Regions from separate parts of the Mus musculus genome. Here region 1 is linked to region 2. A link is a contact called in public HiChIP or PLAC-seq data. All regions are on one chromosome and are shown on one strand. Each heading gives the region's core, a stretch centred on a gene start, on an enhancer-like site or on the middle of the called end of the contact. The rest is flanking DNA. Distances are from core to core; before and after follow the strand shown.

Evidence for each region. HiChIP or PLAC-seq counts read pairs in DNA pulled down with a chosen protein or histone mark.
Region 1: a contact with region 2 is called in an HNF4G HiChIP or PLAC-seq map of pancreatic cancer cells. The contact joins the enhancer-like site here to the promoter of Mfsd1 in region 2. A contact is called at or near these places in 13 of 39 promoter capture datasets (the 3T3-L1 cell line, 3T3-L1-derived adipocytes, the C10 cell line and 7 more), 1 of 15 datasets of contacts at CTCF or cohesin (the NIH/3T3 cell line), 5 of 484 Hi-C or Micro-C datasets (B cells, the G1E-ER4 cell line, embryonic stem cells and 1 more) and 5 of 115 datasets of contacts at active chromatin or transcription factors (bone marrow-derived macrophages, embryonic stem cells, forebrain and 1 more).

What each region holds. Positions count from the first base shown.
Region 1 is chr3:67,486,591-67,492,648 of GRCm38.p6, reverse strand. Rarres1 (retinoic acid receptor responder (tazarotene induced) 1) reads left to right here. Exons shown (of 6, transcript NM_001164763.1): 3 at 1,545-1,725. Among named protein-coding and RNA genes, the nearest start is that of Gm40067, 26 kb to the left of the region's middle. Within about 2 kb of position 2,303, at least 31 of the 459 cell types and tissues checked have an H3K27ac peak or open chromatin away from gene starts, as enhancers often do. A contact at or near this core is called in pancreatic cancer cells, where this site is marked.
Region 2 is chr3:67,580,625-67,587,003 of GRCm38.p6, reverse strand. Mfsd1 (major facilitator superfamily domain containing 1) reads right to left here and starts at 4,236. Exons shown (of 16, transcript NM_025813.3): 1 at 4,027-4,236; 2 at 2,308-2,360; 3 at 1,294-1,406. The coding sequence starts at 4,186.

The DNA.
Region 1 (6,058 bases), core at 1,054-3,553, 92 kb after region 2:
CCAGCTCTTGTCCTCTTCACTGCGGATGGCAGACACCAAAGGAGTGGGAAGGCTGCTCTGATGGGAACCTTCCAGTTCTTCTAAGGAGCACCAGCAATTAGCATGCTAATGTGCCCCAGAAGCCCCTCCTTCCGCCCAGAACAGGCACTGTAAGAGAAAAGTTGCACATGGCAAGCTTATTTCAGTTTTCCGAACTAGTTCTAGAAGCAGGCTTACTTTGAAGATCCAACTTGATTATAATTTCTTTCACTGTGGGCCCTTCGAGTTTATTTCTGGATCTTGCCTTAACCAGGGTGCCATTTAAACCACAGAAAAGAAATGAAGGTTGCTGCTTTCAGCTGTTCCACCAGCCACATTTGGATACGACAGCCAGACTAGGAGCCCATGGCTTGGCTTGGGCTGTGGCTTGTGACTATGAACTCCTTGTTCTAAGTCTAATGTTGATGGTATGAGCATGCGCAGTTTTCTGGGGCTAAGTCCTTGGCTTTAATGGTCAAGTTAAAGACCATTGACCAAAATGGTCTTTATTCAAGTAGTCGTATTGAATAACTACTATTCAAGAGCAGAAAACTGAAGTCTAGGAGAATCTATGATGTTTTGGGATTTGAAATAAGTGAGGGTGCTCACAGAAGCCACAAGATGAGGATGATTGAGGTATCTAACTTGGACTAGATCTCAGGATAGGTACACAGAATTATTATAGCAGGGGTTAGTAGCTGAGCTCAGACAGGGACCACCTATTCAAGTACTGAGAACTTAAGATGTAGAGTGAGTTCTTTTTTAAACTTAGCATTTTGGTCTTTAAATATGGAATGAAAGGAGCAAATTCATGCGTGGACATGCTGGTGTTTTCATTAATAGGAACCAGCTCTGTCTTCCAATTCAAGTTAGTAAGCTTAATATTCAAGGACCCAAGGAATCAGCCAAGAGTTGGTTCCAGATAGAGTGAGGCAGCCCTTCCCTTAGACATTTGAGCCAAGAAGGGCTCAACAGACATCAATGCTATTTCTTTGCAAGAGGCCTGGCATTATTATGTACAGAGGCAATCAGAAAGATAATGCTAAAGGGACAACAAAGATGGAAGACTACCTTGTCGTGTCTCCCTTGTCGTGTCTCGGTTGCCTTTCTGTTGCTGTGATAAAATACTAACAAAAGCAGACAGACACAAAGGATTTGTCTCATAGTCCACCACAGCAGGGAAGTCACTGCACCTTCAACCAGAAAGCAGGAGAGGTGAATATATGGGTGGCTCAGCTCATTTTCCCCACGTATACAGGCCAGGATCACAGACACCCACAGCAGGTAGGCTGATTAACACAGTCATGCCTATAGGCCCATCTCCCAGGTGTGTCTGGGTTCTAGCCAGTTTACAGTTCACCTTAATCACAAGCCATGAGCAGGAAAACCCACCTTCTATAAAGTAAGCTCCATCTGTTGTGATGGCCTGCCAATCTCACTGGATTCTCCGTCCGTGTGTTTGTGTGAGTTGCAGTGAGCACAGTTGGTAAGGGACCTTCCTGGGTAACGTCAAACCTTTCTTTCAGGAAGGTGAACGTTTGGGCAAATGTTCTGCGAGGGTGTTTTTCAAGAATGAAAAACCCAGACCGGCCGTTAATGTAACGTGCGCACGGCTCTTTGATAAAGTGAAGAGACAAGAGAAGGATTATCGGCTTTACAAGCAGATGAAGCAATTGAAGACTCCTCTGCACAGCATCAGCATACCTGGTATGATCAGTAACTGGGTTTCCTATGTCAGGAAAATACATGTATACACGTATGTATAAAATCACTGAACCTTAAAAAGATCGATTATTTACATTTGCAAATCTGGACAGATGCTCAATTTCAGCTATGAATTGTGATGTGTCTCATTATTTAAACAAGGCTCAAGGGTGTCATGTTCTGTTCATCTCTACAATAGACTAATGCTACCCAAAGCTGAGTTGCGTTAGCTGACCATTTTGCATCCTAGAATGAGGACCCAAGAGCTGACTCTACAAATAAGAAATAGAAGTTTTTGAAGAAAAAAGAAAGTGTGTATAGATTATAGTGCAGATTTCAGGGAAGTCTAGAACCTGAGGTGACATTTCTAGCGTTTTGTTGTTGGCCTTGGGGAGGTTTAGCTGACAAGACACCCTGTGCCTGTACTCAGCCCCTCTTCCCCAGGGCTGGCTGAGTGGCTGTCTGGGCCATTCTGGGCTGCTGCCGTAGGGGCCATATTTATCTCACTTCAGGTCAGCAGCTAATGGGCAGTGGAGCCGTCTCCAAGAGATGTGCCCTGCCCTCTGCAGTGACTCAGCTGGAGTGCAGCACAGTTCATTTATCTTGGCACTCAACAGAGTATGTGGGCAGCAGGAGACATTCAGCACTTACTGGCAAATCCAATTTCCCAAGCCACAAAAGTCATCTCTGGATTTGCACTTGGGTAGGAGCTTGACCTCTGACCATTGCAGCACTCTCTATCCCACACTCTCTGCTCGTTTGCCCAGGCACCCCTCTCTATCCCACACTCTCTGCTAGTTTGCCCAGGCACCCCTCTCTATCCCACACTCTCTGCTAGTTTGGCTAGGCACCCCTCTCTATCCTACACTCTCTGCTAGTTTGCCCAGGCACCCCTCAAATCCTCATCCACGCCCGAGAACTTCAGGCTCCATTCCTAACTGCATCTGCCCCCACTTACTGACACTAACTAAATATCAGCAATGAAGACTGCTGCCGGCATTTCTAACATAAGAGTCTCAAATGATTCTCACCCATTGACAACAAGGACCAAATCTTGAGCCAAAGAACTACGAGAATTCAGAATATATTGTTGAAGATATTTATGCTGCTTGGAATAGGTGAACTTAGGACAATTTAGAAATCCATAGTCATATGGAAGGCTTTATTTCCCCTTTTGGTTTGGGAAATAGGGCTCATTTGCCCTTTTAAAAAGGATGTTTAATCATGTGTATATGTGTGTGTGTGCATGTGTGTGAGTGCATGTGTGTGAATGTGCACAAGTGAGTGGACACACCCATGGAGTTCAGAAGAGGACAGCAGATTCCCAGAGCTGGAGTTACAGGTGGTTGTAGGCTGTTTGATGTGGGTCTTTCTTCTGATAGAGAAGTACAGGCTCTTAACCACTGGCATTGTGTAGGACTTTTTCTAGAAATAATTGCCACATTCTTATTAGCTTTAGGGTACTTTTCAGTAGAACCATTCATTTAGACCTTGTTCACTTACCAAGTCCTGTATACTCATAGGGGCCATACTACAGTCTACAAAAATTTGGCTACTATAAAAAGTAATATATATATATATAATATAAAAAGTAATATATATACATATCCTGTATATATACATATCCTGGGGCTGGAAAGATAGCTCAGTGACGAAGAACATTTTCTGCACAAGCACGGGGAACGGAGTTTGGATTTGGTCATCCCTGGAGGAAGCCAGATATCCCACAAACACCTTCTTCTGGCCTCCATGCATGGACCAGGACACACATATACACAAGCAAAGATACACATGTGCCCACATGCAAAAATACATAAATAATTCAGTCATAGCGGAGGGTACTTCTCAACAACAAAATGTGAGTTCTGCTCTGACTCTAAATTCAGCAGATGCTTCGTGGTTGATGCTGAGTGTTCAGGCAAGCGAAGTTATCTAATTAGGATCAAGGGTTGATTTACTAGACAGATACACCAAAGTCTGTGTGAAGGCGGAACGGACCAGGGGCCTGGCTGGAGGTTCATGGAGCTCTAAGGTGAGCTGTATATTAATGACATCATGGTTTCTCATATGTCCTTTCAGGGCATAGTCCTGTGTCACTGACTGCATGCAGGAGAAACCTTATTGAGGCAGTTGCCCTAGATTCTTAGAAGGTACAAACTATCAAGAGGAGGTACAAAATACAATTATTTTGTTTAAAAGACATGAACTTTCGTTATAATGTTATGATTTAACAAATCACACATTATATTCCTACTTTGAACTTCTGAAATGTATTTCTATTATTTGTTGGAAATATACTTTTGTTCAACATTATTACTCCTTTAATCTACTTATCCAGTTTTAAATGGAAAATGATTTTTTTTTATATATGCAGTAGCTGAAACCAAGTAACAGTGGATGTTTTTAATCAATTGAATTTATAATCATTTCTAGAAAAAAAAACCCAAAAGGTTTGGTTTTCGATTGAATCCAGCTATGGAGACAGCCTGGGGTAACGAGTTCAAGTCTCAGCAGTTTCTAGTCAGTAGTTAATGCAGGACATTGAACTTCATAGTGCAGCTAATAAGCAGGACAGCCTAATGTGGGCTCCACACTGTTTTCCCTTCTGCTTTTATTATGGTGGTTTCACCTTCTCTGGTCCATTCACGAGCTCCTTACAGATGAACATAATCTATGAGCAAAAGAAAAGACCTGAGGAGCTACACATATCTATCCAGCCTGCCCTGTCTTGCTCTGAGCACTCACCCTGTCATGTATCCTCACTGCTGAAAGCATTTAGTGTGACTCTTTTGTCTCCCAGGGTAACACATTTGGCTATCACAAATCTAAAGCCACAGTAAGATAGAGTTAAGTGTTGGTGGGCCACATGAAGAAAGTGTCAGTTACTGGAAAAGACAGGGCAAAGGTTGCCACAGCCCTGAGAGAGTGAACCACGGCAGAGGTGTTCCTGTCACTGTATAGGCTTTGCAGTCCCGCAGAACACATCCTGGAACCCTAATGGTTCAATGTCAAGGAGGAACTACAAGCGCATTCTTAAAACACCAGTAATTCTGCTAGACAGCAGAAGTCTGAGGCGTCTCTACAGTAGCTGCCTCCAGCTCACGGCTCTCTGTTGACTAGCATGTCCTGGCAGGATGAACTGGGTCGAGTCACCCTGAGGAGTTGACAGAGTATGGCAGTGCACAGTTCTGAGTGTGCGGCACTTGGATCTTAATGGAAGAGCGTGATGAGACCAAGCCCTTAAGGCAATCGTGTGACAGTGGATGATGGCAGAGGAGGAAACCAAGGCTTTCAACTTTATTCTCAACAGGGTTTCTTCTAAAAGCACTTACCAAGTGCCAGGCCCCCAGAGCATGCATTACTTCTAATGTCTTCATGGTCTCTTCCAAACAGCCATGTTCGAGCCTTTGCCTGCCTACTGGCAGAGCATGCGTTCCTCTTACATCTGCAGTGAGACAATTTCCCTGTCTGCTCTACTGAGCAGGAGACTTTTGCTTTATTGAATTTTTACTTATTTTTTTTTTTTTCTGATTGTTGTTATTATTATTATTATTATTTTTTTTTCCATTTTTACTTATTTTTGAGTTCTGTGAGTGGTGGTGGTGGGAGGCAGGCATGTGGAGCCCAGCTTTGTGGAGTCAGCTGTCCCCTTCCACCTCTGTGTGTGGTCCAAGAATTGAGCTCAGGTTTTCTGGCTTGTATGGCAAGTTCTTTTCCTGACCCCCACTCCCCCACATCCAGCCTTCTCTTCCCACAACTTTACACCCCACCAACTCTTATCTTTCCAAGCTCTCTCATCCAAGAATCTTTATTTAAAACTTGTTATTGTTATGGGTGTGGGTGTTTTACCTGCATGCACATCTGTTCACCACACAGGTACAACACAATGGAGGCCAGGCGACGTCAGATCCCTGAGGACTCGAGTTACACAAGGCTGTAAAGCTAGCAGTGTGGGTGCTGGGAATGGAATCAGGGGCCTCTGGAAGAACAGCCCATCTCTTAACTGTTAAGCCATCTCTCCAGCCCAGGGTCTTTTCCCTTACATCCTGGATTCTGGTTTCTCCAGCTTCTCCTATGGTTTTGACCATCAGTATCCTTCTCATCTCTGAAATCCTGCCCGAGATGGTGCTCTGTTGTCCTTGTGCTTCATGGAGACATTGTCCTTTTCCTTCCTCTCTGTTCACTCTCCAAAAGGAGACTCTCTTCACATTGCTCAGCCTCAACCATTCCTGACTCATGTTCTACACTCTGTAACTGAAACAAACTGTTCCATCGTCTACTTCTGTAGTTTTTCTTAACCTCAGAATTCATACATCCAATACCAAACCTCTATGCT
Region 2 (6,379 bases), core at 2,987-5,486:
CATTTAGAGCCGGAGACTAGTAAGAAGGCTCAGTAGCACAGACCACTCACTACTCTTGAGGAGGATCCTGGTTCAGGCAGCTCATAACTGCCTGTAACTCCAGCTCCTGGAGACCAGACTCCTGTACTGGCTCCACACATGGCATGTGTGCGTGTGCACAAAATAAATCTTTATCTTACTATCAATTTAGAATTGATTCCAGGAAATTCTACAGTAGATAATTCTAAGTTTATAATTCTTGGTAACTAAAAACTACTTTTAGAAGACATGGCTATGCCAAGTTAATGGAGTTACAGGTCCAACTACAGTCTATTAATATTTTACCAGAGTCACATAATAGCAGCCTTAGCAGACTCTTCAAAAGTCATCAGAGCCAACTGCATTTCTGAAGCTAAAATTCACTCAAAAACATTAAAATCATGGCCTGAATCTTCTCTAAAACTGGAAAACTCAACGTCCCACAAAGATTTATATCACCCCTATTAAAAGGAGTTCCTCCTCCATGTAAGTGGAAAGAGTTTCCCTAAAACTTAAGCTAATTCTATCATCCCTTGAGACCCAGTAAAATCTAAACACTTCCTTAACGCTCAACTATTTAAGATTCTTAGAAGCAACCCCAGCAAATCTAAGCACACAAGGCTGTCTCAACCCTTATCCCTCAGAAAGAGTTAGAACCACTCCGCAGCTCCATTTCTGCCTTCTGAAGAGAGCCCCAGCTGATGGTCCCTAAGTCCCACTTGAAACACAGCCAATGAGAAAGATGAAAAGTGACAAAGCTAATAGCAAAGGGACTATTCCTCTTCAGCATCAAATGACCATAGCCACAAAAAGTTCAATGGCCAAAGACAGGCAGAAATGGTGGGGGAGGGGGGATCCTTAAATCTTACCAGAGCTGAGGGATGTATCTCCACCTATGTGCAAAGACTTTACAACTCCATATCTCACTTAATCCCTGTAGAAGCCTGTAAGGTAGGAATTATTGCCCCTACTGAGGGGAGGGGGGGGAGCTGAAGCTTAGGAAGTTCGTCTAACCCAATTTAAGAGCATAACTTATGACCTCGACCCATCAGCAGCATCTACTAGGCCTGATCCTAATTAATAAACCAACCAGGCTTCAAGGATCGAGTCTAGAGCCAAAATCAATCTTTAAAAACAAAAATCAACTCTTCGTGTCCACCATATGTCAATTCACACAAGTCTATTCAGTTCTTTGAAGAAAAACTTTGGCCCATTCCTACATTCTAATAACCAGGTTAAATTTACCCACAATTTGACTTTTTTTTGCAAGCTTACCGTATTCCAAATATGCGGTCTATCAAAAAGCCACCCAAGAAACACAAAACTACATTGGGCCAAGAATACCAGGCATACAGCAGCATGAATTTCGTGGTGTTCACTTGCATGTCCTGGATAGAGAGAAAAGAAAACTTTTTTTCCACACAGATTCTGCAATTAACGAATCAAAACAAAACGTAGTGACAGCTGTGTATCTATACAGGGTATGTTTCCTAACCATGTGTGAACTGTTACTTCCTTGTGACTCTGGAAGCTACGACCCTTGCCCTTAGAATAACAGCCATACCTGGGAACATCTTAAGTCCACATACTATGTCTCAGGCCTCATGGATTCTAGGACCTGTCACTGGCATGGGGGCCAACTCAGCCCTTTTCTGTCTCCTACGTTCCTCCTTCTTCATTTCCACCTCCATTATGGACTCCTCCCAAACAGAAAAGAATCGTCCTTGCCTAGTCTTACAGATGTTATCCTCTTTAACCCCTCCTAGAATGCAAAGGACAGCCCATGCATTTTTCCTCTGCCTAATGGCTTTTTAAAATGCACATAATGATGGTCTAAATGCCCAAAAAACAACAAATATCAAATACAGTTTTACAACTCAAAACCAGACTAAGAATGCAGATAGGGCCAATACTCAGCAACCAGTATGCACATTTATAAAAGTAAATAACAGCAAAGTTTATCTAAGAAGGCCAAAGCTGTCCCACCACTCACTCAATGGTTCAGAGGAGTGCAAAGCTCCAACCAACACTAGCATTTCCCGTAACACTGTGGGCAGAGTCCATAATTATCTACCTAAAGAAGAAAACCATCTCGAGGCATGTATATGTTATTCAGGAGTTCTTTAGAGAAACAAATTTGATCTCTGCAGCCTGTGGGTGTGGTGATAACAGACACTAGAAGAGAAAGTGGACATCTCAGATGGGGCACCTGAGAGCTCATTCTATCTGAGCATCTGTAAGTGAGTGCTCCAAAGCAAAGCAGTACAAGAACGGAGAAAATCAACTCACCCGTTTCACCTGAGTCTGAAGGGCAGCGGGGTTGTCATAGCAGAAATAGCTGCCTAGAAAAAGGAAGAACACATATTTCACTCGGAATGATAATATCTATATAAGAGTTTCAAGTTACAACTCCTAACTAGTAACTCCCCGGAGGTGTTTAAGGTTTACTATGGCTGACACTATGACAACAGATTTTTTTTTCTTGCTTGTGTGTTTGTTTTACACCACTTCCTGATCTACCATTCCAAAGAACTTCCACAAGGTAGTGGTGTGCATACACAGCATATACCAGAAACCTGATAAAGAGGTCAACATCAACTGCTTTTAATCATTTCGTTTCCGTCTTTCTTCCCATGCTTATCACTGTATTAACATCTTCATGAAATCGCTGCATTTCCCTTACTTAAAAAAAGTCTACAAGCATCCTCTACAGGTGCACGTTAGCTGGGTCCTCACTTTTCTTGAAAGCAGAGGTAACTCAGAGATTCAAACCAAACCAGTATTTGATATAGATCCTGATCCTGCAAACAAACAAACAAAAACAAACAAAAATACCCAGGAGCAAATAACTGAGTGAAAACTGGGCTAGAAACAAGAACAACACAAGCGCCAGTCTAAGGGATCAAATGAAAACTGGCAATGTCTCCTGGGAGCGGGGAAAGCTGACAGGCTTGAAGAAGCCCCAAGGTAACACTGCCTGTTTCCCCGCTGACTCTGTAAATACACAAAGCTAGCGGTCCAAAGGTGGAGAAGGCAGCTAGCGACAGGGCGGCTCTAGTTTCTCAAACCCAAACTTTCAGCCCAATCTACCTACCAAAAATAAACTGTCAACTTGAGTAGGGACAATTTCTTCAAGTGTTTTGTCTATGCTTACTGGTTATTGATTCTAAACCTAGAAACTTCTCCTTCAGGATTTAACTGCTTATAAGAAATTCAATACCATGGTTGGTTGGTTGGTTGGTTGAGACAAGATCTCACTTTGTAGCCCTGGCTGGCCTCTCTAGCGCACAGACATGTCCCTGTCTTCCAGTACTGAGATTAAAGGGCGCCACCACTATCAGCTCAATACGTTTTAAAGCAAATGAGTACCATCTTCTCAAAAATAAAGAAACCGAAGCCCAAAGTATCTTTTATAAACCAGGTGCATGTATTTCTGAATCTGATCCCCCTGAAACACTCTTTCAAGCCAAGCCAGTTGTTACGAATCCGAACAGTTTCAATGTAAACTAAAAACTGTAACACGGGAGGGAAGGGTGTCTTTAAAAGTAGCTAATGAAAGTGTTTTGCGCCAGATCAGATTTCATAAGTGAAACCAACTTAACAAGTGTGGTCCTGCAAGGCTGTCTCACAGAGGAAAGGTAAGAAAAGACTCCTACTAAGGTGTACTTAGCAGTGAACACTATCCAAAGCGGATCCGAGCTCTAAAAGAATACAAAGGAAAGCACTGGGGAATGGGAGGGGTCGCCTGGGGAGGGAGGAAGAGGGACTTAGTCACGCTCTGAAATTCCCCCAGCAACGTTCTGAAACTCTCGGGAGCACAGCTCTCCGGGAGAAAGATCTGAGTTTCCTTCTCATCTGCGTCCCCAGGGAGGAGCTGCTGAACACCGGGGCTTGGAGGAACAAACGTCACCTCGCTCCAGACACTTGGAAAAAGCGGGCTCCCGAGCCCAGGCAGCAGCGCGAACCCTGGAATCCCTCTATCATCTGCCCCAGCCGAGCCCCGCTCACCGAAGCCAAGGAAGCACATGAGCGACAGCACCACGAGCCGGTGCGCCAGGCGGCTGGGGTCGCAGAGCGCGGACAGAGCGCGAGGGGCGCCATGGACTGCGCTGTCCGCCTCGCGGCGGCCCCCAAGCAGCGCCCGATCTTCCCCATCCTCGTCCTCCATCAGCTTGCAGCCTGGAACGGAGCAGGAAGCAAAGGCAGGGCGGCAGCGGCAGCGGCAGCACTCACGTGATCACGTGTGTTCACGTGACTTGCTCGGGCCACGCCTCTCCGTGCTCACGTGAACGGTTGCTCACGTGGTGGCCGGGCTCCCGTGCTGCCTTTCTGTTCTGCCGATGGGGTATAGATCCGGTCGGGAGTGGGAGTGAGCGACCGGGTTCTCATTAACATCTGATTTAAAACCAGTAGGAAGTGGTGGTGCAGAAGTCGTGGTGGAAGGCTTGACCTGAACCCAGCTCAGTCCTCCCTCCCTCACTTCGCCAACTCTTCATGAAGAGTTGTTAAGTTGACCTGACGGAACAGCATATGATGTACCTGACACTTATGTACTAGAAAAGAGGACAAATTCTCTCACCTCTGAATATGGGTGAGAGAATTTCCTTAGGTGGACAGAAACTAATCATGTGGGTGGATGGATGGTGACTGCAGCTGAAAGAGTTATTGAATTCCTCTGGGTTTTATACGTTTATAATTACACGTTTATACTGATCTTGGAGTAAGAGGAAAGTCGAGTAAAGTAGAAACACGAACATCCTAAATGAGGAGCCATTCAGAGATGTCCAGCAGAGTATAGAGACCACTAGGTTTGTTTTGAGAAGTTTGATTTGGCAGCGCAGCCTTCTACCCCACATTTCTAGGTTTGCCGAGTCTTTGCAGTAGAATTTTGAGTGTAGCAAGGCTAGGTGCTAAATAGCTGTAAAGCGTGCCGCAGAAGTGAAAGTGAGAGGCTCAAAGCTGGAGCTATCGCACCAAGGAGAGATCCAGTGACTAAATGAGGACTTGCTTAAACAATAGCACCTGGGATTTGAAAAAGGAGGAGGACTTTTGAGTGTTTTCTAGACTCCTAGCTTGGGCCCTCCAAAGAGATCCAAATATGGGGGATGGGGAAGCAGAGGGACTGTGTCAGAGAGATACCGTTTGGAATGTTTATGCATAGCCTGCTGTCTACCTTGCATTCCCCTGACTAACACTGTGCAGTTGCCAGCACAGTGGTCATACCCCACCTTGGGCTTAATCTTTCACTCAGCATCAGCTGTACTACAATGAAGGGCCTAGACCATCAGTTTACATTCCTTGGCTTTGTCCACAGTATAGATTACTGTCTTGTGCTGGCTAGTTTTATGTCAACTTGACACAAGCTGAAGTCATCTGAGAGGAGGGAGCCTCAGTTGAGAAAATGCCTCCATGGAATGAACCTGTAGGCAAGGCTGTAGGACATTTTCTTAATTAATGACTGTTGGGGAGGGCCCAGCTACCCTTGGGTTGATAGTCTGAGGTTCTATGAGAAAGCAGGCTGAACAAGTCATGAGGAGCAAGCCAGTAAGCAGCACTGTTCCATGGCCTCTACATCAGCTCCTGCCTCCAGCAGAAGGTTCTGTTTGAGTTCCTGTCCTGACTTCCTTCAGGGAGAGACTATGATGTGGAAGTATAAGCCAAATTAATCCTTTCCTCCTTAACTTGCTTTGGTCATAGTGTTTCATTAAAGCAATAGAAACCCTAACTAAGACAAGTCTAATGGCTAAGTCAAAAATACAGGTAAGAGGCTGGCTGCCAGTATCTCTAATCCACTTTTTGGCTTTTTGGGTTTTGTTTGTTTGTTTGTTTCGTTTGTTTGTTTATTTTGTTTTGTTTTTGCCTTTAGAAATCTAAGTAAAAATGGCTATGATAGTATAGACAGTTTGTACTTCTTGTTGAAGGAGGTTGGACTTCTTTTGAATGATAGTCACTTGTGTCTTAATGAAATGCCCAGGGTAATGCCCTCTGGACCTGACCTCATTCTGTGTTTGCTTAGACAGTTCTCAGCTATCTATCCTCCCAGTGGGTCATGTCTACCCTGGCTACATATTTGAGATTTCCACAACCATGACTGTGGTCTGCATATTCACCAAACTAATTAATGTATATACAAATTTAAACTCAAATAACTGAAGATGTAAGTCAAAAAATAATTGGCATGTTATGTCTGAGATGATAATGATAAGTATTAATATATAATATAATAAAATTTTGAGGTTATGCTGACCCTTATCTAACTTTGATGTAAATTTTTATCTTTGTGGGTTTTGCCTTTTAAAATGACACCTGAGCTTTGGCACCTAGAGACTGAAGCATGAGCCCATGCTTGGTAGCCCATCAG